Regions from separate parts of the Mus musculus genome. Here all the other regions are linked to region 7. Evidence: chromatin contacts called from public Hi-C, HiChIP or PLAC-seq and promoter capture Hi-C data. All regions are on one chromosome and are shown on one strand. Each heading gives the region's core, a stretch centred on a gene start, on an enhancer-like site or on the middle of the called end of the contact. The rest is flanking DNA. Distances are from core to core; before and after follow the strand shown. Region 1 has its middle 30 kb from the start of Crebl2. Region 2 has its middle 14 kb from the start of Ddx47. Region 3 holds the start of Dusp16 (dual specificity phosphatase 16). Region 4 holds the start of Apold1 (apolipoprotein L domain containing 1). Region 5 overlaps Lockd (lncRNA downstream of Cdkn1b). Region 6 overlaps Mansc1 (MANSC domain containing 1). Region 7 holds the start of Etv6 (ets variant 6).

The links. Promoter capture Hi-C pulls out the DNA fragments that hold promoters and counts their contacts. A called contact is a pair of places that touch in the nucleus more often than the background predicts. HiChIP or PLAC-seq counts read pairs in DNA pulled down with a chosen protein or histone mark. Capture Hi-C pulls out chosen DNA fragments and counts their contacts.
Region 1: a contact with region 7 is called in a promoter capture Hi-C map of liver, with 4 times the contacts expected there. The contact joins the enhancer-like site here to the promoter of Etv6 in region 7. A contact is called at or near these places in 3 of 39 promoter capture datasets (cranial neural crest, liver and pre-B cells) and 7 of 115 datasets of contacts at active chromatin or transcription factors (T-cell acute lymphoblastic leukemia, astrocytes, bone marrow-derived macrophages and 4 more).
Region 2: a FOXA1 HiChIP or PLAC-seq map of pancreatic cancer cells shows a contact between it and region 7. The contact joins the enhancer-like site here to the promoter of Etv6 in region 7. A contact is called at or near these places in 3 of 39 promoter capture datasets (the 3T3-L1 cell line, the HPC-7 cell line and neutrophils) and 4 of 115 datasets of contacts at active chromatin or transcription factors (acute myeloid leukemia, extraembryonic endoderm stem cells, large pre-B cells and 1 more).
Region 3: a Hi-C map of CD8 T cells shows a contact between it and region 7, with 2.9 times the contacts expected there. The contact joins the promoter of Dusp16 here to the promoter of Etv6 in region 7. A contact is called at or near these places in 10 of 39 promoter capture datasets (the C10 cell line, the HPC-7 cell line, cranial neural crest and 6 more), 6 of 484 Hi-C or Micro-C datasets (B cells, CD8 T cells, LSK cells and 3 more), 9 of 115 datasets of contacts at active chromatin or transcription factors (the 230-238 cell line, astrocytes, embryonic stem cells and 6 more) and 2 of 9 other capture datasets (adipose tissue and liver).
Region 4: a contact with region 7 is called in a promoter capture Hi-C map of liver, with 3 times the contacts expected there. The contact joins the promoter of Apold1 here to the promoter of Etv6 in region 7. A contact is called at or near these places in 2 of 39 promoter capture datasets (the 3T3-L1 cell line and pre-B cells), 2 of 115 datasets of contacts at active chromatin or transcription factors (pancreatic cancer cells and regulatory T cell precursor) and 1 of 9 other capture datasets (liver).
Region 5: a promoter capture Hi-C map of liver shows a contact between it and region 7, with 2.9 times the contacts expected there. The contact joins the enhancer-like site here to the promoter of Etv6 in region 7. A contact is called at or near these places in 4 of 39 promoter capture datasets (the 3T3-L1 cell line, cranial neural crest, liver and 1 more), 1 of 484 Hi-C or Micro-C datasets (myeloid progenitors) and 6 of 115 datasets of contacts at active chromatin or transcription factors (bone marrow-derived macrophages, embryonic stem cells, extraembryonic endoderm stem cells and 3 more).
Region 6: a promoter capture Hi-C map of liver shows a contact between it and region 7, with 4 times the contacts expected there. The contact joins the enhancer-like site here to the promoter of Etv6 in region 7. A contact is called at or near these places in 9 of 39 promoter capture datasets (the 3T3-L1 cell line, the C10 cell line, the HPC-7 cell line and 6 more), 1 of 15 datasets of contacts at CTCF or cohesin (the NIH/3T3 cell line), 9 of 484 Hi-C or Micro-C datasets (the G1E-ER4 cell line, cerebellum, cerebral cortex and 5 more), 19 of 115 datasets of contacts at active chromatin or transcription factors (the 230-238 cell line, the NIH/3T3 cell line, acute myeloid leukemia and 14 more) and 1 of 9 other capture datasets (embryonic stem cells).

The regions. Positions count from the first base shown.
Region 1 is chr6:134,858,044-134,861,838 of GRCm38.p6, forward strand. It overlaps a transcript of Crebl2 not described here. Among named protein-coding and RNA genes, the nearest start is that of Crebl2, 30 kb to the left of the region's middle. Within about 2 kb of position 2,453, at least 10 of the 459 cell types and tissues checked have an H3K27ac peak or open chromatin away from gene starts, as enhancers often do. A contact at or near this core is called in embryonic stem cells and liver, where this site is marked.
Region 2 is chr6:135,024,143-135,027,809 of GRCm38.p6, forward strand. No RefSeq gene overlaps it. Among named protein-coding and RNA genes, the nearest start is that of Ddx47, 14 kb to the left of the region's middle. Within about 2 kb of position 2,274, at least 69 of the 459 cell types and tissues checked have an H3K27ac peak or open chromatin away from gene starts, as enhancers often do. A contact at or near this core is called in pancreatic cancer cells, where this site is marked.
Region 3 is chr6:134,790,510-134,794,208 of GRCm38.p6, forward strand. Dusp16 (dual specificity phosphatase 16) reads right to left here and starts at 2,119. Exons shown (of 7, transcript NM_130447.3): 1 at 1,768-2,119. 1700055D16Rik (RIKEN cDNA 1700055D16 gene) reads left to right here and starts at 1,851. Exons shown (of 2, transcript NR_151454.1): 1 at 1,851-1,987.
Region 4 is chr6:134,979,819-134,983,663 of GRCm38.p6, forward strand. It overlaps Apold1 (apolipoprotein L domain containing 1), which reads left to right and starts at 2,183. Exons shown (of 2, transcript NM_001109914.1): 1 at 2,183-2,211; 2 at 3,764-3,845. The coding sequence starts at 3,767. Gm36428 (a long non-coding RNA gene) reads right to left here and starts at 3,827. Exons shown (of 3, transcript XR_003956531.1): 1 at 3,320-3,827; 2 at 2,319-2,576; 3 at 2,080-2,237.
Region 5 is chr6:134,942,442-134,946,365 of GRCm38.p6, forward strand. All of the region lies in intron 1 of Lockd (lncRNA downstream of Cdkn1b), which reads left to right. Among named protein-coding and RNA genes, the nearest start is that of Lockd, 15 kb to the left of the region's middle. Within about 2 kb of position 1,775, at least 25 of the 459 cell types and tissues checked have an H3K27ac peak or open chromatin away from gene starts, as enhancers often do.
Region 6 is chr6:134,613,876-134,617,557 of GRCm38.p6, forward strand. Mansc1 (MANSC domain containing 1) reads right to left here. Exons shown (of 4, transcript NM_026345.4): 3 at 3,442-3,582. Among named protein-coding and RNA genes, the nearest start is that of Gm38910, 7.7 kb to the left of the region's middle. Within about 2 kb of position 1,301, at least 70 of the 459 cell types and tissues checked have an H3K27ac peak or open chromatin away from gene starts, as enhancers often do. A contact at or near this core is called in the G1E-ER4 cell line, bone marrow-derived macrophages, liver and 2 more, where this site is marked.
Region 7 is chr6:134,034,216-134,037,717 of GRCm38.p6, forward strand. Etv6 (ets variant 6) reads left to right here and starts at 1,485. Exons shown (of 8, transcript NM_007961.4): 1 at 1,485-1,923. The coding sequence starts at 1,891. Gm46977 reads right to left here and starts at 1,097. Exons shown (of 4, transcript XR_001785383.2): 1 at 827-1,097.

The DNA.
Region 1 (3,795 bases), core at 1,203-3,702, 820 kb after region 7:
TTTGGAGTGAATGTTGATTACGCTTTGAGTTTTCTCTAGGGCCTGTATCTCTTTAGTGTTTTGGAGCCATCAAACCAAGATAATGGCCCTCAGCATCTGAAGGGGGCATGGTGATTGCTCAGCTACTGTGCTGGCCCTTCTCCCGAATCTGTGATCTAATTAATCACTGTTCCAGATTCCAACAGCTGCAGCATCTCTTGTCACTCCCATCCATCGAGGCACTGCAGGCTAACTGCAGTTCCTTCCCAGAGGAGAGCAAGCTGGGAGGACAGAGCCCAAGGCCATTCTCTAGGGCAGGAAGAGGCCAAGTGCCTGGCTTCTTTTTTTTTTTTTTTTTTTCAGAGATTAAGGAGAAAATATATTTGCACATTCACACCAATCCAACTCTGCCACTCTAGCATCTGCTTCCCACGTACTGGAGCAACTGGTGCAATATGGAGTTGATCTGGTCAGGTCAACATTTAGGCTGTAGGTGAAGTTATTAATTTGTTTTCTGTCCTTATCTAAAATGTTCCTGGGATGCCCAAATCAGAGCTTTAGTGCTGCGGTCCCTGCCACTGCCTGCCTCGTGGACACGCTCAGCGGCACCAGCTGTAACTTCAGCGTCTTTGCCCCACAGTGGGTCTGCTTTGGCTGGTGATAGAAACACAGGTTTAAGCTGTGCTTTACTTTTAGTTAAAGTCAAGTAAGATCAACAAAAATAAATACTATTTTTCACAGAGATCAGCTGCATGCTGTGACAAATATTAAAGTACATATTTTGTTTTTTAAAAGATGAAAGATGATTAAACCACATGGTATTTGGGGGCAAATGAAGGATTTTTTTTCCTCAGAAAAGAATTGTACAATTATATTTTTATGAAAAATAAAGTATCTTCACCAAAATAACGTTCAGTTGCCTGTTTGACAGCACTGGGGTAACTGTGTACACCTACAGCCGCTAGAGCCGGACAGCCTGACTTCAGGCCCCACATGGTAGAACGGGGAGAACTAGAGTGGTGGGCTAACCTCTGCTTCCACGGTCAAGTGTGCTGAAGACTGCTTACTGCTCTTGTAGAAGACCCAGGTTCAGTTCCCAGCACCCAGGTAACTAACTACAGTTGCAGGAGATCCCATGAGCCCCTGCACATAGGTGTTGCATAGGCGTTCACTAAGGCAAGCACACAGACACATGATCCTTTCTTATTTAAATGTATGGGGCGGGTCCTTAGTCCATTTTCTGAGTCACAGGGGTATGAAAACCTGCCTGTTAAATAACACGGGATTGGCTTGGCAAGATGGTCAGCAGGTAAAGGCGCTTGCCACCACACTGACAACCTGAGTTGATCCCTAGAACCCACACATACAGCAGAAGGGAAAGCCCCCTCCCCCAAACTGTCTTTTGACCACACCCATAGACAAACTAAATAAATCTGAAAATAAAAATATTCACAGTATGTAAGGATTTAAGTTATCAAAAATAGAAGTGTTTGGGGCTGGTGAGATGGCTCGGTGGTTAAGAGCGCAGACGGCTCTTCCGAAGGTCCTGAGTTCAAGTCCTAGGAACCACATGGTGGCTTGCAACCATCTGTAATGAGATCTAACACCCTCTTCTGAAGTGTCTGAAGACAGCTACAGTGTGCTTACATATAATAAATAAATCTTAAAAAAAGATTTAATGAGCTCATATCAAAATGCAGTATTAGGATATTCCCAGGTGGTTTCTATATATTGTTATACTTATCCTTTGAGTTGGTATAATTGGAGGCTCTTTGTGGCAATAATAGCCTTCAATTAGTTAGGTTCATTTTAAGAACCACTTATTTACTCTCTGTCTTACTTGATTACAAGTGGTCATTAATCTGTCTGGACTGTCATGTAAAGTTTTGCTGAGTGTGCACTGCACAAAGTCACTCAGTTAAAGTGTCTGATGGGCCTGATCTCCAGATCCAGTTCCCCCTTAAGAAGCCCTCATGGAAGAAAACCTCCTACCATCTGCTCATTGAACCATTCCCGTTGCCTAGGCCTGCCTAGAACTTACTCAATCGGCACACCTTTTTATATTCCTCAACTCACTAGGGGTGCCTGTGTGAAAAGTATGCAAAATAATGGCATTTTACAGCTTGCTTTAACCCAAGTAAGTGTGCCTCTTCTCCCTGTTCAGTGACATCAGTTTGGTAGTTATTCAGCAGGGGTATAGGTGTGTGTACTCTGTGGATATAGGTGAATGCTACAGACCATGGACAGTCAGGCTCCGATGCACCCCTGGAAATGGCCAAAATGGGGGTCAATACAGCTCAGAACAGTACATCTGAGACACAGAGTATAGAGGGTGAAGAACTGGCTGAAGGAACTCAGACTGTAAACAGCACGGAGCTGTCCAGAAAGTCAGATTATGGCACAGGACACATTGTAGCTGTGACTGAAACTGTTGCAGCCCTGTCCCACTCTAGGAACCATGAGGCAGAAGATCAGCTGTGTTTATTTTTCTTTTCTATCTTTATTTAAACAGGGTTTCACTATGCAGTTCTGGCTGGCCTGGAGCTCGATTTGTAAACCAGGCTGTCCTGGAACTGAGATCGACATGCCTTGTTTCTTTGAGTGCTGGGATTAAAGGGCTATGCTACTATACCCAGCCTTCAGTTGAATTCTTAATCCTGGGGTCACCACAAACTCAACTAATCTACTACTTGCTTGTTACAGGGTCCCAAGCATGGCTGGGCTGTGCTGGGCTGTGCTGGGCTGGGCTGGAGTTAGGCAGTGAGCTGTGCCTAGCAGACTATTCTGTTGGATAAAGATCTGAACGGGAAAAGCCCAGTCCGGTCTCGTGTCCCTCAGCAACCTCTTCCTGGCAAGCACTTTCAAGACTCTGGGACCAATGACTCTGAACTGAGTCTGAAGGCCAGGACAGACCACCCAGGTCCACAGCCAGAGCACCCCTACTGGGACTACAGCAACAAACAGGAAATGATCCTCATTAAACTTGTCCCGCCCACTTTTAGCTAAAGGTAGAAGGTTCATTCTTAGCAACATCACAAGTTTGGGGCCAACCAGGTCTATATGAGATGCCAACTCAAAAAACACAAGAAGATCAATACATAGTTCTGGACCAGACAGGGCTATAGAGAGAGATCTTGTCTTAAAATAACCAAACAAAACAAAGAAGAGCAAAAATACTGATACAAACGTGCTGTTCAAGCTGGAGCAGCCAAACCCAAGAGCCACGGGAAGAGAAAGGAATATCAGAAAGACACAGCAAACATCCCTTCACGTCATGGCTCGTCTGTGAGGCCTGGGAGGAGATGCAAGTGGAGAATGCCCCGGGCCTTGTTAGAGTGACCCTCGTCGTTTAGTATTCCCAGCCAAAAAGGACAAAACTATGAGAACATGAGCTTTTCAACCAGAGAGATCAGGAACTCTGCCTAGTATGGAAAAAAAAAAGTCTTTGAAAACTCTAAAGCCTCCCGGAGCGGGACATCATGGGAGCGTCTTGAGGACAAATGCGGAAACGGGCCAGGCGCTGAACTCGATGGGTAGAGTGCTTGTCTGGCAGACACCAGCTCAAACGTCCCCGGCACCACACAGACAGGGTGTGAACACCTGCAATCCCAGCACGCAGGAGGTGGCAGATCAGAAGTTCAAAGTCACCCTGAGCAGGGTTCGAGGGACTGTGATAGACTCTTCTCAAAAGGAGGGAGAGAGCGAACCTAACAAATGAGACAGGAATTCATTAAACAGGGGGTGGGTACAGGCCAACTTGAAGCACAGAGCAGGGAAGGCTGTCATCAGACCCTTGTCAATCTTCTGCACTTTCTT
Region 2 (3,667 bases), core at 1,024-3,523, 990 kb after region 7:
CTTCAGAGCCCCAGGTACATTCATTTTCCTGATTCCTTGTCTAGGGACTTTACAGGTTGCTGGGGTTACAGATGTGTGCCACTATGCCTGGAGACCAAACCCAGGGCTCGTTAGGTTGGGACTCTACCAACAGAGTAGCCCGGGCTTTGCATTTAATTGCTGTTCATGGTGCATTTGAGTGAAGGATGAGTTAGAGGACTCGGACAATCGAAAGGAAGCGGGGAGGAGCCATCCATACTTGTGAGCAGTTGATCTGAGTTGGGCACCCTTGGGGCTCATTTTCTAACCAGTCATGCTTTCCTGATAGGCTTCTCCAACGTGACTGTGGTGGTGACTTTATTTTGCATCAGTGGACAGCTGATGGGTAACATTGTCTCCCTGTGAAGAACTTCAGAAGCAAATTAAAATTGGATTGGGGACGTGTCTGAGGGCTCAATAAAAATCTGGGGAGTGTTCCAGCCTGAACTTCTGCTAAGCAGTGGTTCATGGAGCTGAGATATATGCATAATTTTGGAGAGATTTAAAGAGTGGTTGAGGAAGACGCCAGACGTTGACCTCTGGCTTCTACATATACATGAACACACAGGTGCACACAGGAGAACTAGTACGTCCATATACATAACCCGTTGTGCCAGGCTTGGAGGTGTAGCTCAGTTGTTACTCTGAGGGTCCAAGACTCAACTAGATCATTTTATTATTCTTGGTCTTATAAAAATGCAACAAACACCCCAGAATTTGCCTGACTCTTCACAGATGTCTGGATGAGAGCCAGAGAGCTTTCCAAGTAGCTTCCTGTCTCTGAGCTATCTATCCCCTACATCTGATGCCAGTTGCCAAGTGCCTCAGCTCTGGGAAATGGGACCAGAAAGAACCAGAGGGCAGTGGTGTTGGTTACAGCAAATGAAGGAATCCACCTTATCAGAAGCAGGTGACAAAGCATGAAGAAGGCATGTCCTCAAAAAAGAAATTAGAGACTAGGCTGTGGCAATTCTAATCCAGAGTTCTTGAGGTGAAACCTAGCCTTGGGGCAGATAATAAAAGGGTGTGAGTCACTCTTGGGCTGGAATGACAAGAGACTCAGCCCAAGCACTGGAGATTCAAGGGTGACCCACACCTACATTCTTTATGCCTCACCTGTCTCAAGAATGCACTAAAACTACAGCTAAAAATAACTGCAGAAACTTGAGGTCTGGGAAGTATCGCCAAACAGTCACACCTAAGTAGACAAGAGCTCTGGGCCATGATTGAAGACAAGAACATGCTCAGCTGGAGGCCACACAGTCTGTAGGACCCTCATACCTGTTGATACCGCTGGAGCTTGTCTTAGAGACTTTGTTGCTGTGAGGAGACATCATATAAAAGGAAGCATTTATTGGGGGCTTGCTTATAGTTTCGGGATTATGCCATGATCATCAAGCTAGGGAACATGGCAGTAGCTAAGTGCTTAGATCTGATCCACAAACAGGAGGCAGAACGAAGGAGATTAGGCCTGGAATGGGCGTTCGAAGCCTCCAAGTTTACCTCCAGTGACACACCTGTTGCAACAAGGACACGCCGCCTAATTCTTCCCAAACACCTCCATGCATTGGGGGCCATTCTCAAACCATGGTAGAGCTTTCGTCTGCTTACAGCCATCTGTTCATCTGATACCAGTAATCTCAGATTTTAGGAGGAAGAAGCAGGAAGATCAGGAGTTCAAGGCCAGCATCAGCTGCGTAGGTAGTTTGGAGCCAGCCTGGGCTACGTGGAAACCCCATCTTTTGGAAAACAGAGCCAGTGAGGTGGCTCAGCAGGTAAAGGCACTTGCTACTAAACCTGAGGACCTGAGATTGATCCCCCCAGGACTCATATAATGAGAGAACTGACTCACAGAACTTCCTCTTAATCTCTTAACATCCTGTGATAGTTTCCACCCTACCTCTGATAAATAGATGCAAAAAAATTTTAGGTCAAAAGACCCAAACAAAAGCACATACACAAACCAAAAAAACAAAACCAAATTTGATTCCAAATCTCAGTCCTTATATGATGTGTATGTGTGTCTTTTGTATGCATTTCACATTATACACTCAACAAGCACTTACTGAACGAAAGGAATCAGCCAGTGGTGGCAGTATTGCATTTCCTTAAATGTGCTCCACATAACAAATGAGTGTTATGCCTATAAGCTTTCAGATGCCAACTTAGTTTCCAATGGGCAACCATTAAGAGAGGATAACAGAACATCTTCGTTTTCACCGGTAGATGGCAGAAGGGGGAAATGCTCGCCCTCACTTCCTCTGTGGGAAAAAATAGTTACTAGTGAGCAGTGACTGGGGTGCAGTGCAGAATCAAAGGGCACACAGTGTACTCTTGTGTGGCCTGCAGTGACTAAGGGGTAGCAATCAGGGCAGGTATGAGAAGTACCTATAGGTATCTGAAGGGTGATAGTCTTTAACAGGACTGCCAGGCCAGGCCTGGGGTGTTTCCTCACAGGTAGAGAGCTTGCCTTTTGTGTGCAGGGATCTCTGGGTTACCCAGACTCTAGGACTGGGAGAACTAAATGCTGTATAAAATGCAGCCTTGCTCTGTTCCCTGGTCCCTATCTGTGCTAGCTTTCCATTTGTGCTAAAGTCTCCCCTGCCTATCTAGGTATTGATAGGTCACCAACTCCTGGTTCTCCCCCTCCAGTCTGGAGCCTGGGAATACAGGCATTTCCTTCCCAATGCACAGTGTGTATGAGAGTAAGTTGTTCAGGGTCTTGAATCCTCTTTCACGATATATCCCTCTGTTTTGCTGTACCCTCATCCAGGCCAGTCCATAGCTTTCACTTGTCCATGTTATCTCATGGCTTGGTGCCAGGGAGCTAGTGAGTCACTTATTCTTTTTGTCTTTGGCCCAAAGTGATGGGGACTTGTCCTCCATCCAAAAGAATGATAGCAGCAGTCAGGCATGATGGTCAGCAATATTGGGCTGTGGGCCTGAGGGCATAGCTCAATGGCAAAGGCTGTGTTTACATGCACGTGGCTCTGGGTTTGATTCCTGGCATTAAAAAGAAAATGAGAGGCTGGACAGACGTCTCAGCTGCTGAAGTGCTTGCTGTACAAGTAGGAGGGCCTGAGTTCAGATCCCCGGAACTCATGAACAGTTGGTGTGGTGGCCTGTGCCTGTGATCACAGCACTTGGGAAGGGAGGCTGGACATCTGGGACTCTCTAGCCAGTCAGTGTAGTCAATTGGTGAACTCTAGGTTCAATGAGAAACTCTGTCTCAAAAACAAAAAAATATGGTTGTGGGCTTGTGGGGTGATTTAGTGGGTAAAGGAGCTTTCTGCCAAGCCTAACTATCTGAGCTTGGTCCTTGAGACCCATATGATAGGAAGAGCAATCAAGGAAGACACTGGATGTTGACCTCTGGCCTACACACACACACACACACACACACACACACACACACACACACACACACACGAGTGAGCCTTCCCATGTTCAAAACACATACCCTTATACCCACACACACCATACCACCCCAGAGATAGAGATGAGAGAGAGAGAGAGAGAGAGAGAGAGAGAGAGAGAGAGAGTGTGTTACAGAACAGAGACAAAGTGTTTTATATATATCTTTATAAATTTATAAAAAGTATATATATACAGATATGTGTGTGTACATATATATTATTTTACCTCCCAG
Region 3 (3,699 bases), core at 869-3,368, 760 kb after region 7:
AAACTCACCATCTGAAACACTGAAGGAAAATCAGCACAATTCTAGGATAAGTATTTCACTTGAGTTGCTAAGATACCAGAGAGTAAAATAAAACAAAAAATTGTAACTATCATTATCAACAGTTTATACTTTCTAAACATCAGCTTATTCACCACTTACTAAAATGCAAAATAAACTTACTTCGAATTTTCTCCCCATTTGGAACTCTGATAAACACAAAATCTTACACCTTAAAACTAATAATTCAAGCTGAAGTTCTGAATTTGTCCATAAGATGGTAAATGTTATGAAAATATCAACATTCCACAATGTCTTTAAACACAATAAGTTCCACAGTTTTATTTTTTACATAAAGACAAAACCCTTTTGCAGTGCCTGGTCACATTTTGACTAGAATACACAAAGCCACAGACACTTCAGTTTTCAATTTACTTCTCCAAGCGACTGGTCTTCACCCAATAGAGAATTCTATAAATCTGAATTACAGCCTCCCACAGTGTGCTCGCTAATATTTGAATTGTCTCAATTGTTAAGCTTTTTTCCCCTTCTTCTGAAATTTACCTTTAAAGGTCTTTTCTTTAAGGGAGATGAAAAAGTGTAGGCTTTTTGAGGAAGTAGTTGTTAACTGTATGTACTATCAAGCTCCACAGAGTGGCCAAAGAGGCTTATTCCCCCTGAGAATCTATTTCAGAGAGAGAGAGATAACGTGAGCAGGAGAGAACACATACCTGGTCATTTTCCCAGCAGGTTCGATAGGTTTGATTCGCTTGTAAGAGCAGAGTATTTACTTACAATCTTTAAAAGCAAAGTGGCACCCAGCGCACTGTGTAAATAAAAACCTCAGAGGTTTAAAAACCCTCATCCTAACTCACTTCCCCTTGGTTCAGGGGACGGCACAGCCAACCCCACAGCAAATGAGATTATGCAACAGGTTTTTCCTCTCTAATCATGGGCTGATTAGAGGTGTGCGTTCTCCAAACAATCTGAGACACACAGGACTTCAAAACACCAAGGATCTTTGCAACAGGCGTTTAAGAAAAGTTCTTTCCAATTTTGCACAAGCCATTCATTTTAAGATCTCCTTGTACTTTCCCCAAGTGTATTATCAGCTTTCTGTAGGAAACAACCCGTCGCTCTTAAAGAGTTTGCATGTATGTCCTCCTTAGGGTTTTTTTTTTTCCACGTGAAACTACACCGTACACACACACACACACACACACACACCGTCCGTTGTTTCCCCGTTTTCATGTCTCACATTTTACAGCTACTGTAAATAAAGGAGTCACCGGCGGACCGTTTTCCTCCAACACCGTGACGGGAGCCCCGGAATGAAAGTTGAGTTTTGGGGGTGGGTTTTTTTTTTTTTTTCCTTGTTTAAGGAAGCGACACGGTCGCTCCCCAGGTGGCCTCGCTGGCTGCCTGCACACACACAAGGTGAATTTGGGATTATGGAAACAGTCAGGGCCCCACTTGGCAGGCGTGTTGTGTAACAGTCTGGAAGTGAGCAGCTTCGCCCGCCCAGGTGCCGGCGACCCGCGGCCCGGGGCTCGTTCGCCCGCTCGCCCGCTCGCCCGCTCGGCGCGGCGAGGCCGGGGCGCCCCCGCGGCTCGGGCCGACCCCCAGCGCGGCCTACACACCCCCCGCCGCCGCCGTCGCCGCTCCGGGCCGCCGTGGCCCGCCGGCCCCCGGCCGGGGAGAGCGCGCGGCGGCCGGCACGAGGAGCGGACGCGCCTCCCAGCCGGCCCGCGGCCCGCCGCGAACACTTACTTGAGGGGCCGCCGGCTCCAGGCTCGCGGAGGGGAGCGAGCGTTGTCACCGCGTCGCCCAGCCGTCGCTCGCGCGTCCTCCTCGCCGCCGGGGCTTCTCCTCTGAAGGGTGGGCGGAGAGCTTAGCGAGAGCCCGGGCGTTTGCAACTTTTCTTCACTTTCTCTTCCACCGCCCCCCGAAAGAGGGAAAAAAAAATGTCGACAGGGATGAAGAAGTTGAGGTAAAGTTGGGGGTCCGCGCGGGAAAAGCGAGAGGGGGAGGGTAAATGGTTGGAAACGGGATGAGAGCCCCCCCAAACGGTGATGCCCGCAGGAGGGGACCAGGGGGGGTAGTGTGGGGGTTGGGGAGAGAGAAAGAGTCGCTGGTCAGGAAACTTCAAGCGCGGATGAGGTCATCGGTTTAAAAATAAAGAGATGGCGTCACTTGAAACCAATCCCAGTGAATGAACTCAGCGGAGCCCGGGGGGGAAAGGAGGAGACGGGCGAGGGCGGGGCGGGGGGCGGGGTGGGGGGGCGGGGTCTCCGGCCCAGGCCGCGCATCGCCCGCCCCTCGGCGCTCGTCCCCGCGAGCCGGAGCCTCCGGAGCCTCCGGGAGGCGGGCTCGGGTCGCGTACCGGGCCGACCGAGCGGCGCCTCGGCGCTCCGGGTTCGCGGCCCGGGAGCCTGGGTCTGTGGCCCGCCCGCCTCCTGCCCGCGCTGGGGTCTCTCCTCCGACGGAGGCGGCTGCTCCAATGCCCCCACTCTAGGGGAAGGAAAGCAAGGCGATCTGAGAGTGCTGCAGTCAATCATTTTGTAAGAAGGTCCCGGAATCCCAAATCCGGGGCTTTTCTCTTGAGAGGGAAGTTACAGGTACTTGAAGGAAAACTGCACCGGTGATATCAAACATATCTTCACCTATGTCTTCGTCCTTGAAAGACCCTACTACACGAGTGCGGGCAAACGCAGCCAAGAATTATTTTTTCTAAAAGAATCTTTTCTGCGTGCCCTCGAGATGGCTCAACAAGTAAAGGGTCCATGCGGTGGAGAGAACCGCCTTTGAAAGTTGTCCTCAGTCCACATGCTGTTCCCCACCCCGCTACACACACACACACACACAAATAAATAAATAAAATGTAATACACACACACAAATAAAATGTAATAAGACGTTAAAGGTATTTTAGGGTTGTTAGGAGCACTGACGGCTCGATTCCCAGCACCCACATGGCAGCCCAGAACCATCTGTAACTCCAGTTCCAGGGGATCTGATGCCCTCCGCTGACCTCCATGGGCACCGAGCACACATGGGGCGCACACACAAACATGAAATCAAAACGCCCTTACACATTAAGTAAGTATTCTCGACATCGGTAGTACAGCATCATCTTTAAGTCAAACCAGAGTTCACTTGCTTTCAAGAGATGCAAGACCTACTTGAGCCTACTTTAACTCCAAGTCTTTCATGGGTTTGGGTTTTTTGTTTGTTTTGGTTTGCTTTTGCTTTTGCTTTTTTCTCCCTTCTTTTCAAAGTAGCTTTGTTTTGAGACACTACCTACTTAGGAAAATGAGAGACCTGAGGTGGCGACAACCACTCTCAGCAACTGAATAGGACAATCGAAGCTTTATTCCAGTGTTCTTTGAGCATCTGAGCTTGAAGCTTCTACTAAAAAGGACTCACGTGGATATCACATAACAAAGATGAGATCAATGACAGAAAAGCACACTTCGAGTGGACTGGCCCAAGAACCAGATTCCTGTACCCCTCAACACACGCCATCTGCAGGGTACTGAAGTAAGGATTCCGGCCTTCAAGCAGTATGTTGAGGTGAATCGATGTGGGCACCGCCTAGGTGGCTTGGCGTGCTTTCCGAGTGGGTTAGAAAGGTAACGTTTCTGTTAGTCCTCTCCCACCTTTAAACCCTGCAACAAAGGTGCACCCGTTAAGGCTGGCAATC
Region 4 (3,845 bases), core at 933-3,432, 950 kb after region 7:
TGTGTTTTGTTCTGTTTTCCTAAGGTAGGAACAGTTTGCCACACACCTCTGGCCTGATGTGCCCAAAGTAATGGGGCTAACAACAGGTCATGAGCCAGAACCTCAATGCTATGAGGAAAATAAACCCTTTTCTTCACCCCTGACGCCCTTTACACACACACACACACACACACACACACACACACACACACACACACACACACACATGGACCAGGGACCTGCACAGGAATGGCACCTACCAACAGTGTGCTGGGCCTGTCTATATATGTGTGTGTGTGTGTGTGTGTGTGTGTGTGTGTGTGTGTACATGCACGTGGGAGTAAGAGAATGGCTTTGAGTGTTGTTCCTCATGTGCTGGCTGCCCTTTTGTGGTTGGAGTAGATAGAGCTTGTGATGTAAGCTAGGCTGCTCGACCAGCAACACCACACTTGGCAGTTTTAAATGTAGGTCCTGAGGATTAGACTCAGGCCCCTGTGCTTCCAGGTTTTGCTCTCCAGTTCGGGCTGACCTTGAACTTTGAGCAAACTATGATGCTTCCTTCCAGGTGCTGGGATGACAGGCCTGTGCCACCATGCCCAGCCGTTCTGCCTCTTATCTCAAGAGTACAAGTAGACGCTGGGGCCATTCTGCTCGGTTATGTCTATTCTGTAGGAGCTATAACCAGAACACTTGGACGTGGACTAAATTCTGACTGATCAAGGTCAAGAGCAGCAGGGTGTGCTGCAGGTGGCACTGCTCTGGTAAAGACAGGTTATCCATACGAAAGTGAGGGGCTTAATTGTGTTCTACAATGATAGAGCTGTTGAAACTTTCCAAATGGGGCAGAGCAAGAGGCAAGTTCAATGCCAGTCTGATCTACTTAATGAGTTCTAGGCTAGCCAGAACTCCATAGTGAGACCGCACTGAACAGATGCAAGAGACTCCAAATGAATAAGGGGGACTTTTGTTTCGTTTTGGGAACAGGGTCTCACGTAGCCCAGGCTGGATTCCAACTAGCTATGAATCCGAAGCTGACCTTGAATGTCTAACCCTCAAGCTTTTACTTCCTGGTGCTGGAATTACAGGGGTGGGCCACAGTGATGGGTTTCTGGGTGCCAGTGTTAGAATCCAGGGCCTCCGCGTGCTAGTCTACTGCACCTCCAGCTGGAGACATGAATCATTTAGGTGAAAACCAGTTTGGCCTTTGACGATGGTGTCAGGGGTCCTTTGGTGAGACTGGGTTTCCCAACTAAGCTTCAGCTTCTCCCCTCCCCCCACCCCCACCCTAACTGCTTCAGGGATAGCTATGGGGTGCATCGCCATCTGGTCTGGGTAAAGGCACAGAAAGAAGCTACATTCATTTCCCCGCCTGCACGCTCTGTAATAGATAACTGTTTTTCAGACCCTGCTGGGGAACCTGTAGCTAGAATCCACTCATTTAACCATGATGCAAGCTACAGTCCTCGCTTCATATGAAAACCCCGGAAGCCATCATCTCCCCGCTGCCATGGAAAGTGTATAATTAGCTCGGTGTGCAGCTTGACCCCAGTGATTTTTCTGACGCACTTGGCCCCGCAGTGTGCCCTTTTTGAGACCTCCTGTGTCTTCTCCACAGCTGGAGATGCCCTAAACTGCACGCAGCACTTCCTGTGGGCGTGGTCTTGAATTTTAGGCGCTCCTTGGTGCTGGCTGCCCTCCCTTAATGGGTCACATGCTTCAGCTACTTACATCCCCACAAAGCTCTTTGAAAAGGACCATGAGTGGCTGTATCGATCATAATTAAGTTTTCCGGTCCCTCCTATTTCTTTTTAAAAATGATTTTCTGATGGAGTCCTCTCAAAGAAACACTATAATTGGGCAGCCTGGGGCATGTGGGAAAGCCTCCCCCGATGGCGTCAGTAGCTATTCTCAGGAGAGGAAAGGCAGGGTATCCCCACTGGGAGATGACAGCACTTGTTTCAAGTTGGGGAAGAGCCTGTGGTTCTCTTCCTGCGTTTGGAGGGGAAAGCGAACACACAATATTCATTTCCTAAATACGGGACGTGCTTTGCCAGCGTCTCTTTTTCCAACATGTCATATCCTGGCCGAAGGCAGCAGGGGTCAGGGCAGGAAACAGCAGCTTCTCAGAATGAGACAAGGCTTTCCCAGAGCCGTCATTGGCTCCTGGGAGCTATAAAGTATGCTCGTCCAGAAACAGTCTCCCACTTTTCTTCCTGGAGGCCAGAGTGAAGGGTAAGTGGGGAGTCCGAGGGATGTGTCTGCAATGGGATTGGTGATATCGGGGTCAACTCTCGAGGCGTCATGTATTTGGAGTGACTTTTTCCCAACCTTCTTGTTACCTGAAAACTTCTTACTGGTCAGCTAGATCATGGAGGTCAACCAGGAGCTGTAGGACCTATGAGTCAGGAGACCAGTGTTCTTCTGGGGGCACTGAGAAACATCAGCTGTTGGTAGCCGGTCTCTAAAGGCCTTCATCTTAACCGAGGACAATGAGTTCTGGCTGTGCATGCCGATGCAAGCCTGGAATTCTAGAACTCAGGAGGTGGAGGCCGGAGAATCGGGGGTTTGAGGTCAACTTGGACTATGTAACAGCCTGTCTTTAAAAACAACAAAAACAAATGGAGAAAGATAAAAAATTAAATAACTTCTGCCCTGCTCGTTCAGGTCCGACATGCTCTTTCAGTGACTTATTTGGTGCCTTTAAGAAGTTCTGACTGGTGGAGAGTACAGTGTGTATGAAAATGGGGCTCCCTCATTACCAGGACAGATGGCCTTTTACAGATGAACCTGGTACATTCAGCTTTCTCCCTTAGTCACCTTTTATTGGCTTCAGTCCATCTGGACCCAAGGAAGCCTCCAGTGAGCTGCTAGCTAGCACCTTTTCTTTTTTACCTTGAGACAAATTCTTGTTATGTAGCCTTGGATGGCCTAGAACTCAGTATTTAGACCAGGTTGGCCTTGAACTCTCAATGATCCTGCCTCTGCCTCCCAAGTGCTAGGATTAGAGAGAGGGACAGGGACATTGAGAGAAGGAGAGAGAGAGAGAGAGAGAGAGAGAGAGAGAGAGAGAGAGAGAATATAATGATATAATGAGAATGGGGGGGGCAAGTACCTTGAGTCCCTAGGACACAAGTCTCCACATAATGAAAAGTTTTTGTTACGTTACATGCACGGTTTGCTACTTTTAAGGTGTTCTCTTCTTTTTATTGGTCCTTGTTTGTCAGGAGTTGGGGAATAGAATAGGGTGTCACACCAGACAATGGCTCTACCCCTGAGCTGCATCCTCAGCCCAAGTGTCATTTTGAAAACAGAGCAAAGTCTCTGTTTTCAGAGCATTTACCTGGAGCAGCTTTCTAATAGTCTCCACCTTCCCGTTTAAACCTTTATTTAAATCTGTGGATGGTGTCCATAGATTTTGTTCCCTGGAAGGAAAGCAGAAGACAGCATAATCTCTGTTGGAACGCACAGTTAACGGGTTCTGGGAACTTGTGTGACTTGTCCCAGGCTCCAGAGCCTTTGGAAACTTGACCCATAACCCAGTAGTAACCTACCTCCCTGTTCCCAGTCCTGAGTGGTTTATTTATTCGTGTATTCATTTCGGCAGCCTTGTGGATTGAGTCTGAGGGTTGAACGCTAGGTAAGTGATCTACCATTAAGGCAACACGCCCAGCATAAAGTCTATTAATTATTTGAGGACTCTCTAGAGAGTGCACCGGGCAGCTCTAGCCTAGGGCAGCAACGGGTGCGGAAACTCGGGCTAACTGTGCGTCTATGTCCCTCACAGGGCATGGAGAAGCGGGCGGCCTGGGAGCCGCAGGGCGCCGATGCGCTGCGGCGCTTCCAAGGATTGCTGCTGGACCGCCGTG
Region 5 (3,924 bases), core at 525-3,024, 910 kb after region 7:
TAGGTGCGCAATTGTTCCTCTTAATAGTCAACTTGGCAGACTCTAGAACCTCCTGGGAGATGGGCCACTGGGCATGCCTCTGGGTAATTGTTTTATATGTTAATTGGTGTGGGAAGACAAGGCACAATTCTCTAGGCAGAAGATCATGGGCCTCATAAGAGTAAAGAAATTGAGCTGAGCACTGGTGCACAAGCCTTCATCGTTGTCTGTTCCTGACTGTGGGTGAACTGTGGCCAGCAGACTCAGGCTCTTGCCTTTGTGACTTCCCTTCTATGAATGTTTATAGCTTGGCACTGTGAGCTAAAAATAAACCCATTTCTCTTCCCAGTTGCTTTAGGTAGGGTATTTTATCACAGCAACAGGAAACAAACCATGACAAAGTAATTCTAGATCTTGTCTAATTGACAGTGTATATATGTGTGCATGTATATACAAATTCTACCTATCTATTTATCTATCTATCTAGATATCTATCTATCTAGACAAAATCTCTTTCTACATGTCTCTGGCTGTCCAGGAACTCTCTATGTAGACTAAGATAGCCTTGAACTTACAGAGATCCGTTTACCTCTGTCTCCCGAGTATTGAGATTAAAGGCATGCATGATTATTCTCAGATTTATGTATAATTTTTAAGCATTTATTTGTGTGCACAGAGAGGTCAGAGGCCAACTTTCAGGAGTCAGTTCTCTCCTTCGAGTGGGTCCCGGGGTCAAACTCAGGAGCTTGGCGACTAGTGTATTATCTCTCTGAGCTATCAATGGCTCTCAGATTGACAGCATTAACTATGAAAGTCTCGAATAGTACACACTAGCTTCAAACTGGCCACAAAGCCATGGATGGTCTTGAACTCCTGATCCCTCCTACCTCTACCCCCAAGTTCCTCTACCTCCCCAGTACTGGGATTAAAGGAGTGTGCCATCATACCTCAATCTTGGTGATAGATTTTTCTTTTTTAAGGTCCCTGGTGTTTGGTAATTTTTTTTTGTAGTATTTTATTTATTGCTGACACAGTTTGGCCCAGAGAAGGATTTTAGATTTTTCTTCCTACATCTTTGCTCAGCTAAACACCATTGTTCAAGATCTCGAACCACCAGGGCATAAAACTGAAGTACTGAGGCCCCTTCCTAGTGTTTGGCCTTTAGAACACTTGCCTAATTCTCTGTAGTAATTACATTCCTGTCCATCTCCTCCAGCAGACTATTATGAGCACAATACACTAGTCATGTCGGAGATAACAGCCTGACCTCAGCGTGGCTGCAAAATGAAGCCACTTTTGGCTTTCCTAAGCCATCAGGTAACATCGTCACATGGTCTTCCTTTTCTAATGAGAGCCTAGATATTCACTGCTCATCCCGCACGAAGGGACTATTGCTTTCCTCGACTCCTGTGAGTATGTAGTTTGTGGCCATGAATTAGGAACTTAGCTTTCTTGGAAAATAACCTGAGCTGTGTCAGTGGAATGCATTGATGCCAGCAAGGAAATAGGAATCCTGGGACTGTGGCCAGAAGGAACCTATAAGTCATCTTGTCTAAAGTCCCTGCAGGAAATTACAAATTAGAATTCTCTCATCTGTAAATAGAAAGATTGGGCGAGTGACCTCGTGTACCCAATATTCTGTGATCCAGCTCAGGTCAGCCAAGTACAGGGTGGTAACTAAAGACTGGTCGGGTAATGGAAATGTAAAATGATTTTCCCCAGTGCACAGTGCTCTTGAGTAAGTCACGGAAGAGCTAGTCTCGCAGGAGGCATTCTCTGGTGTGCCAGCTGCGAAAGATCAAGGAATACAAGTTTGGGGATAATGTTACCAGTAAGATCTCACGTGGTAAGAAGATGGAAGAGGTTCAGTTTTCTGTGGTTTGTTAAGGCATCCTCCAGTTAATGGGGATGGTATTTATGCCTCCCTTACGTGCCTAGGAAACCAAACACACGATACAGCGCTTAATGCTATTGGTGTTAGGTAGAAAAAAATAAATTCTAGAATGCCCTGAGCATGCTGGAAGTGGGGCAGGAGGATCAGAGGTTCAAGGTCAGCCTAGGCTACATGAGACCTTGTCTCCAAAAAAAAACCCTAAAAAGTGGCTACAGAGATTGCTCAGTGGGTAAAGCGGCTGTCACAGAGCCTGACAACTAGAGCTTAATTCCTGGACCCCACCCACATGGTGGAGGGAGAGCCCTGACTGCTTCAAACTGCCCTCTGACATCCACATGCTTGGCTGTAGCATGTGTGTGCACTCACGTGTGCCCATACCAAATAAATAAGTAAACAAATATGGAATACATATTTTTATATATTATGTACGTATGTGTTTGTATGTGTGTATGCATATATATTATGTGTGTTTCTGTATGTATGCATGCATATTATTAAATATGTGCATATTATGTATTATGTGTGTGTGTTTCTAAGAGGCTGAAACTGGCTGTCTCCCTCAATCTCTCACACATTTTTTGTTGTTGTTGTTTGGTTTTTTTTTTTTTAAGACAGGGTTTCTCTGTGTAGCCCTGGCTGTCCTGGAACTCACTCTGTAGACCAGGCTGGCCTCAAACTCAGAAATCCACCTGCCTCTGCCTCCCGAGTCCGGGGATTAAAGGCGTGCGCCACCACTGCCCGGCTTCTCTTACACATTTTTTGAGACAGTTTTCTACTGAACCTGGAGCTCCTTAGCACAGGAACACCTTGAATTTTTTTCTCAAAAGATTTATTTATATTTTTATGTGGGTGAGTGCTCTGGCCACTGTTTGTACATGCACCATATGTGTGCAGTGTCCATGGGGACCAGAAAAGGCCATCAGATTCCTTTGGAGCTGGACTGACCCAGGGCTGTTAGTTGCCATGTGGGTGCTGGGACCTGGGTCCAAACCCCCAACCCCCAACAGGGTTTCTCTGTGTAGCCTTGGCTGTCCTGGAACTCACTCTGTAGACCAGGCAAATCTCTAAGTTGGAGATCCACCTGCCTCTGCCTTCTGAGTGCTTGGATCAAAGGTATGTGCTACCCAGCTCAAAGCCTCTTTAAAAAAAATTAATTTTTATTTATTTTTTTAGAAGACATTTTCTTTTTTTTCCCTTGTTGTCTTCCTCCTCCTCCTCCTTGTTTTCTAATATTTATTTATTTTATGTGAGCCCACTGTAGTTGTCTTCAGACACACCAGAAAGAGGGCATCAGATCCCATTACAGATGGGCTGTGAACCACCATGTGGGAATTGAACTCAGGATCTCTGAAAGAGCAGTCAGTGCTCTTAACTGCTGAGCCATCTCTCCAGCCCTTATTTTTATTTTTAAAACCACATACGTATGTTTGCTTGTATGCATGTTCCTTCAGAGGCCAGAAGCGTCTGTCAGAACCCCCTGGGGACAGAGTTATAGGTGGCATGAGCTGCCTGATGTGGGTGCTGGGTCCTTCGAGAAGCAGTATGTGTTCTTAATTACTGAACAGCCTGGTCTACAGAGTGAGTTCCAGGACAGCCAGGGCTCTCCAGGTCCCAAACCTAATCCTCTGCCTCCACCCCCGAGCACTGAGACATGGGCTTCTGCCACCACGCATCCACCCAGCCTTTCCTTGGTATGCTGCTTAGCACACACGAAACACGACTATTAAAGGAAAAGCTTCATTAAGTGAAACTGATGTAGGACGACATACTTGAGCCATCAGACCACACAGTGGTCATAGTAACAGGATTTAGGTATTTGAAGAGTGAGATCCCAGCAAGAGCCAGGCATATGAGGCCAGAGGCTGGGAATGCAGCCCAGAGGTAGGGGGCTTGCTTAGCACAGAGCCTGCGTTCTTTCCCCAGCACTGAAGGGAGTGAGAATTGAAGGCCAGTTTGGATTGCGGAGACTCTGTGTAGAGTCTGCCTGTTGAATCAGAGGCCTCAGGAGGTCGACCTCATCAAGGCTACTTCTCCACCCAGTTACTGGTTTT
Region 6 (3,682 bases), core at 51-2,550, 580 kb after region 7:
AAACCTAAGAACTATTTGACATCAAGACAGAAAAGCTGCCCGACATATGCTCTAGGCTACCTCGCTCTATTCTAAAATGGAAGTAGGGGCTGGGTGTTGTAGTGATGCCATTAATACCAGCACTTGGGAAGTAGAAGGGTCAAGAATTTACTTACAGTCACCCTCAGCTACATAATGAGTTCAAGGCCAGCCTGGTTTACATAGACTGTCTCAAACCACTTCACTTCCCCCCCCCACAAAAATCTGGATATTTGAGCTTCCTTTTTCCTCTGACAATTCCTTTTTCCTCTTTCTCAACATATATATGTATATATGTGTGTGTAACTTCATATATGTGTATATATGTGTGTGTGTAACTTCATATGTGTGTGTATCTTCATATATGTGTATATGTGTGTGTGTAACTACTACAGGTGATGTCACATTCATACCATCTGTATCATAAGGTATTTAGTAAGAATGAGGACTCAGGGCTGGGAGTGTAGCTTATAGTATGTATGGGCCCCAGGGAGGATGCACACAAAAGAAACAAATATACCTCAACATGTTTCATTTTTAAAAGGGGGGAGGGGCATCAGCTAGATGGCCCAGCAGGGCTGCCAAGCCTGGCCTGAAAGGCCTGAGTTCAGTCCCCTGGACCGATCTGATAGGAGAGAACGGACTCCCACAAGTTGTCCTCTGACCTCTACACTATCACTATCACTATGGTGAGCACAGCTCTGCACACTCACACACTAAATAAATAAAGTGTTATAATAAAACACTTAAATATTATTCTAAAATAAAAAACGAGAGAGAGAGAGAGAGCGCAAGACCATTTAGCTAACTGACCTGAGGTCTGTTTGATACTGTAAGTTAGCTATATCCATTGACAAGAACGACCGAAACAGCTGTTTGCTTTCTCAGACCTGTGACCTCAGCTGTAATAAAAAGCAAGCACCAGTCCGGTCTGATAAGATACAAATGTTGGCAAAAAGCCTAGAACCTCACAGAACCCTTCACACCTGCTCCTCCCACCTCGCCCACTGCTGTTTGCACTGGGCGGGGCTTCTCTCTGGGGCTTGGGAAACAGCCCTGGGCCTTAAACGTCTTTAGAGTTTCGTTTTTCAAGGGATTTTGCTGAGTTAAAAAAAAAAAAAAAAAAAAAAAAAAAAGAACCAGAGGCTATTGCTTGGAAACCAGCTAAGCAAATAGATTTCCAATTTATTGGATTTCTGAATTCTCCCATTCTTACAGAGCTTGGTAGAAAGATATATTGCAAAACTATTAAAGACAGATGAATGCGAAGCTGCAGTGCGTTTATAGCCCGAGCAGAGTCCACTGTCATCTTTCAAAGTGTCAGTCTGTAAATATTAGTCAGCTGGTTACAGGAAATAAAATTCCTTCAGAAACAAACCACCGAACAGATATTTACATTTCAGTTCAGTTCAAACAGGATAATTTATGATCAGTGGAAGAACTCAACCCGCAAACGCGATAGATTTATAAATTGAATTAAGAACATAACTTGTATACATCCTGTAGGAATGAATACACTGTCCTCCGCATGTGACCAGGATCGGGTGTCACTGCCAAGAACCACCCATCCTTCAACCTGCTCTGTGCTCATGATGCCCCCTGGTGGCTGCCAGCAGAACAGCTTGATTCCAGATCTACCTTCTTATTCTTATCCTTACAAAGTTCCTACACAGACCCACTTCCCTTTCCTCTCATCTCCACTGGCCAGCAGCTTTATCTTGTATTTCTTCTTTCATACACTATAAATCCATCAACTCTACAGAAATATTATGGAAATTGGGAAAGTTAATCTTCAATTGTAATTTATATCACCATGGCAGATCATTCAAACAATCTGTGCTCTGTGCACCCATTTCAGGAAGTGTTTGGCACACTGGATTTCCCTGGTTCTGGAACAAAATTCAGGCATCCCTTCTCCCCCACTCAGGAGACAAAGCACACACCCAGGTGCTCCAGACAGTTCATCCCACAAAGTACCTCAATTTAACAGGCAAGAAGGGGAACACTTTACTCTATTCTACTTCCTGACTCTAACATTACTGTCCTTCAGATCAGCCAGTTCGCAAATGGTGGCCCCACCTGTCAGATGTGCTATTCAAAAACTAAACCTCAGCCTCCTTGTGTCCATTTTCCTGGCTACCAGCAAGCCTTGGAATCTTACCTCCTTCTATCTCCTTTAATCTCCCTGGACATCTTCTGCCTATATCTTACTTCCCAAGGAACCAGTTTTTCCATTTTCCTACCTCCTGTGGCCTCAGAGTAGTTCTAAAAGGAGACACCGGTGGGCTCTAAGAAGTCTCCTTAAAGACATACTGGAAGCACACAGCCTGAGTCTCAACACTCTAGAGACAGAGGTAGGCAGAGCTCTCTGAGGTCAAGACCAGGCTAGACTACATGGCAAACCTGGCAACCTGAGATCTGAGCAAGATACCCAGAATGCACACAGAGGCGGAAAGAGAAGTCCAAGTCCATAAGGCTCTCTCTGTCCTCCACACATGCCAGGTCATGTGCACACACACACACACACACACACACACACACACACACGCACACACACATACATAGTAACAGGAATTTTTTTAAAAGACACCATGGAGCATGGCTACCCCAAAACTTCCCTCAGCATTTCCCTTCTCCATATACAATAAAACCTACCTCCTCTTCTGGATGTCAAACGCACGAGTGACCTGGACTCCCTACCTCCTCACACCACACACTCTGTATGGCTTACTACGCCTCTTGGGCTCAGAATGAACGTCTGCTCTTCAGACATTCCAGACCCATTCCACCTAAGGATCATGGTCCTGGGAGATCTTCTCTGTCTCCTCAGATCTGGCCCCTGGCTTTCCAGATCTCAATCTAGGGGTTACACCCTCACCGATCACCTAATTTAGGGGGCCACCTTGGCAATTATTCTGTGGGGTTATCTTAACCCTGCACATCACTTGTGACTCCTCCACATTCTTCTCGAGCGTGTGTTATGACTACCATCTCAGCTCCCCCAAAAGTCAGCTTGAGAAACTAGAACTGTGGTTTTTATGTTCAGCACTTCATCCCTGGGATATAGAAAGTGTGCCGAGGCAAAGGAAATGCTAAATAACATTCTTTATTTATTGACTAAGTGAATAAATAGAATATTAACAATCAACTGGGCTACCTGGGAGACTTCGTCTATTTTAAAAAGAAAAGTGCCCATAACAGAGCTATGCACTTTTAATAATATGAAGGTAAAAACAAAATTAAAAAAAAATACTGCCAGATCGCATTATAGAAAAATATATCTTTAGTTTAATGAATTTCAAATCATGAAATATTTATGAACTTTTTTTTTTTGATACTTAAGAATCTTACAGGACATCTTCCACAGCCGCCAAAGCTCTACATAATTTAGTCACCAAAGACAGAGAACAATGCCTTTCTTACCTCTGATGAGCCTGTAGGTCACAAGGCCCTTGGCTGGCTTCAGCGGACAGGCATCCTCGCTGGGACAGAAAAACAGGTAGCAGTTGGGCTGTCTGTCTGTCTTCCGGGTGTCAAAGATCATCAAATTACATGCCTTGTCCCCTGCAATGAAAGACTTGTAAGCACAATTTTGAAATAGAACTTTCTAGATTGGGGCAAGATGGAGGCGCTGTAAATACTGGGTACTTCCTGCAGAGTACCT
Region 7 (3,502 bases), core at 235-2,734:
GAGATAAGAATGGGTAAATGCAGTCCGGTTGGGACCTAGCATAAACAAGACTAAGTTCTTTTGGTGAATATGGCTACTAGATGACAAAACGGGTTGTGGTACCTTGGAGGTTCCCTCCAAGAACATTACTGTTATCAGCAACGGGGTGCGTTCCCAGCCTGACTCTTGGAAAATTTCATTTAGAGTGTCCTAATATGAGTATGTATGAACAGAAGTTCTGTTTATGAAAGTCTGAGCACGTTTTTACGACGCTGAAAAGTGTGCAGGAAATAAATAAATACATAAGAAAGATCAGAGGCAGAACTAGTTCCAGGCCAGCCTGAAAGAGTTCCAGGACAGTCAGGGTTACATTGAGAGATTTTACTTCAAAACAATACTGCTTCCTCCCACCCCCACGCCTCCTTCCCAAGAAACTACAGAGGTGGGAATACAGAGGTGAGTCTGGGAAACCCTCAGCAGGGAAGATGAGTATAATGCATTCATACACGCATACATTTGTGTTTATTTTACCGTCAAAGCACAAAATGGAAGTGCATCAAGCTCTTCGTTATATATCCACATATTAAACCTGTATAGACTAGAGGGTTAGAATTTAAACACCATCTTCTGCGGTGGGCATTTTAAGAGATTATAAATAGCAATAAAAATAGAGTGATCGGAACGCTGGTGCTCAAGGCTAGCGCCTCAGCCCCAGGATTCTGGCAGCCCCTCCTCTGCAGGACCCCGGGCTGTCCCCTCCGCCAATGACCGAGCCCGAGGAGCGGCCCAGGGGAGGGCTAAGATCTGCTGGAACGCGCCCTGTCAACTTTGTAGTCCAGTCACCTACGTCGGTTGGTAGCGGCCGCTGTGGCTTTAAATGGCCGGGGGATTTCGAATCGGGGAAGGCGGGAGGTCAGGCCGTGGGGCGCCCCCGTCGCGGGGAGCACCCCCGCTCGCCGCGTCCCTGCGCCGGAGCGCGACCGCGCGGCTTTGTCTCCAGCGTCGCGCCCTGCACTTCCCCGTGCGCAGCCTGTAACCCGAGCTCCCATTTCCTGGTGGATTCTCTTAAAGCGGCCGCGGTCGCCGCGCAGAACAAAGGCCATTGTCTCGCTTCCTCCTGCGGCGCCGCGTCCTTCCCGGAAAGCCCCTTCCTAGACTGCGGTCCCCAGGCTGCATTTGCGCCTCTGGGAGTGCACAGAAAAGCCCCTACTGTGCGTGGCCCAGGTCCTCCTGAGGCGCAGCCAGGGGAGTCGGGAGAGAGATGAACCAGGCTTGCTGGTCCTTGGGCCACGCTGCAAGGTTCCCCAAAGGCGTCCTCCGCCTCGGGGCGGCCCAGTGGGCATCCCGCGCCCCTCCCCCGCACGCCTTTTGATTTCTCCGCGGCCCGCGGTAACCCGAGCTTTTATTTCCTGGTGGCTCCTTTAAGAGGCAGAGCCGGGTGCTGGGAATTCACGTCAGTTTCTGCCCTGAAACTCTCAAGATCAATGAGCAGAGAGCTTTCTCAGTTCTGCCTTTCAGTTTCTCTCTTCCAGGAAGGAAAACATTCGAGAAAGAGAGAGGGAGGGAGGGAGCGAGGGAGCGAGAGAGCGAGCGAGCGAGCGCCGCGGGAGGGCGGGCGCGCCGGCCGCGGGTGGGAGGAGACACGCCAGGCCGGCCTGCTGCGCCCGGGTCGCCGCGCCGCGACCCGCACACCCCACGCCGTGCTCGCCGGCTCCTACGCCCCCGCACCTCGCGCCCAATCCGCGCGTTGAGAAGAGCCCCCCCTCCCCCTCGGGCGGCCGCCGCCAGCGATGCTGCAAGAAACTTCTTAAACGACCGCATCCCGCTGCCCCGCCGAGCGTTTCTGGGTTGGGGAGAGGAAAGGAAAGTGGAAAAAAACTGAGAACTTCCTGATCCCTTTCGCTGTGAGACATGTCTGAGACTCCTGCTCAGTCTAGCATTAAGGTAACGATCGGATTCCCCTCCTTCCTCCGCTGGGCGATCGGAACCCCCTTACCCCGGGGCTGCTGGTGCAGTTGCTAGGCTGGCGGGGAATTATTTGGGGCGCGAGGGAAAAGGAGATGCAGCTCGCGGCCGCGCTGTACCCTTTAGTGTAACCTTGCTGCACCCCTCTCCGCCGAGATCCTCTTGGGCTCCTGCCTCCCCCCCCCACTCCCTTTCTTTCTTTCCTTTTTTTAATAGTATAGAATAGAGTTTATTTAGGGCAAGGGGAGGGGAGTCAAGAGGGTAGTTGTGGCAGAAAAAAGCAGAGAGAGGGAGAGAGTAGAGAAGTAGAGGCAGGCCATGAACACGTGGAGAGAGAGGGAAGGGAATAGGGAAGGTAGGGGGAAGGTAATAGCCCAAGAGGACAAGAGAGAAAGAGAGCCCCACTCCCTTTCTTTTTGACAATGTAATGCCGCTCTCAATTGGTAGGAGGAACCCGGGTTGTCTTCAGATCTGTAGAGCACCTCCGTAATTAGTGCGCTTAAAAATAAGAAAGGAAAAAGAAAAACCCTTTCTCTTTATTCCTACGCATAACGTGAGACTGAATTGTAACTTTTGTTCCCAAGGGGTGGTCTCTAGGGAAAAAGTTCTAGGGGCTCCACTAGGATGCTCTCTCTCTCTCTCTCTCTCTCTCTCTCTCTCTCTCTCTTTACGCCCCTCCTCCCCCCCCCCCCCCCGTTCTATCACACAAGAATTTTACCCTCTCTTCTCTTCTGATTGTGATTGCAAGTCCTAAGACAGTCTTGGTGTCAGCTTTTCCTGGGCATTGCACAATGAAAAAAAAAATTAAACCAAGGTGAATAAAGTTGCTGAATAGTTGTTTTACGCTAGTGCATATGAAAGTTGAGCAATCTGAAAGTAGAAAACTCCTGTGATGAAGGGTGGAAAAGAAGTAGCTAAGCAAAATGACCTTCTCTGACAGTCCAAGCTGGTGTGGAAAAGCTGCAGTCTTGGAGCTCCCTGACCTGCTCTAAGTTCAAGAGGGATATTTGCAAACAGCCTTTGCCTCCAGGTAGTCGCATGTGCATGTATATACACAGTCTGTCTATATAGGCTGAGGTGCTGTAGTTAGTTGCTTTTAAAAAGTTGTTGTGAAGTTTGCCACCATTGGGAGGCAGGATGGTTTGACTGTCTACCTCAGTTATTTTTCCCATGCTGCGTTTATTTCAAGGTTCTGCCAGTCACCAGGAGGCAAGCTGTTCTGCTCAATGGGCAGGGCTGAAGTTTCTCAAGTTTTCTAATGGTTTGGCCTATTTAATATGTGCCCCTTGCATGGATGTTGGGGAAACAATGGGCAACTAGCCTGTTTTCTTCTCTGGGGCGGTGACAGCGGTTCATCTAGGATCTATGGGAGGGAAAGGTATTTTGTCACTGCCTTAACTAGTTTTTCATAATTAGAATCAGACCTTGGTGTTTCTTATCAGGAATGACGGTCATGGGTTCGAAGTCAGGCTGCCGAGGACTTCGAAGGTGCATTGGTGTCTCTGTTTTGTGCCTCACAGGAGAGCCCAGAAGAACTTTTTGGTCTTTTGTGTTGGTG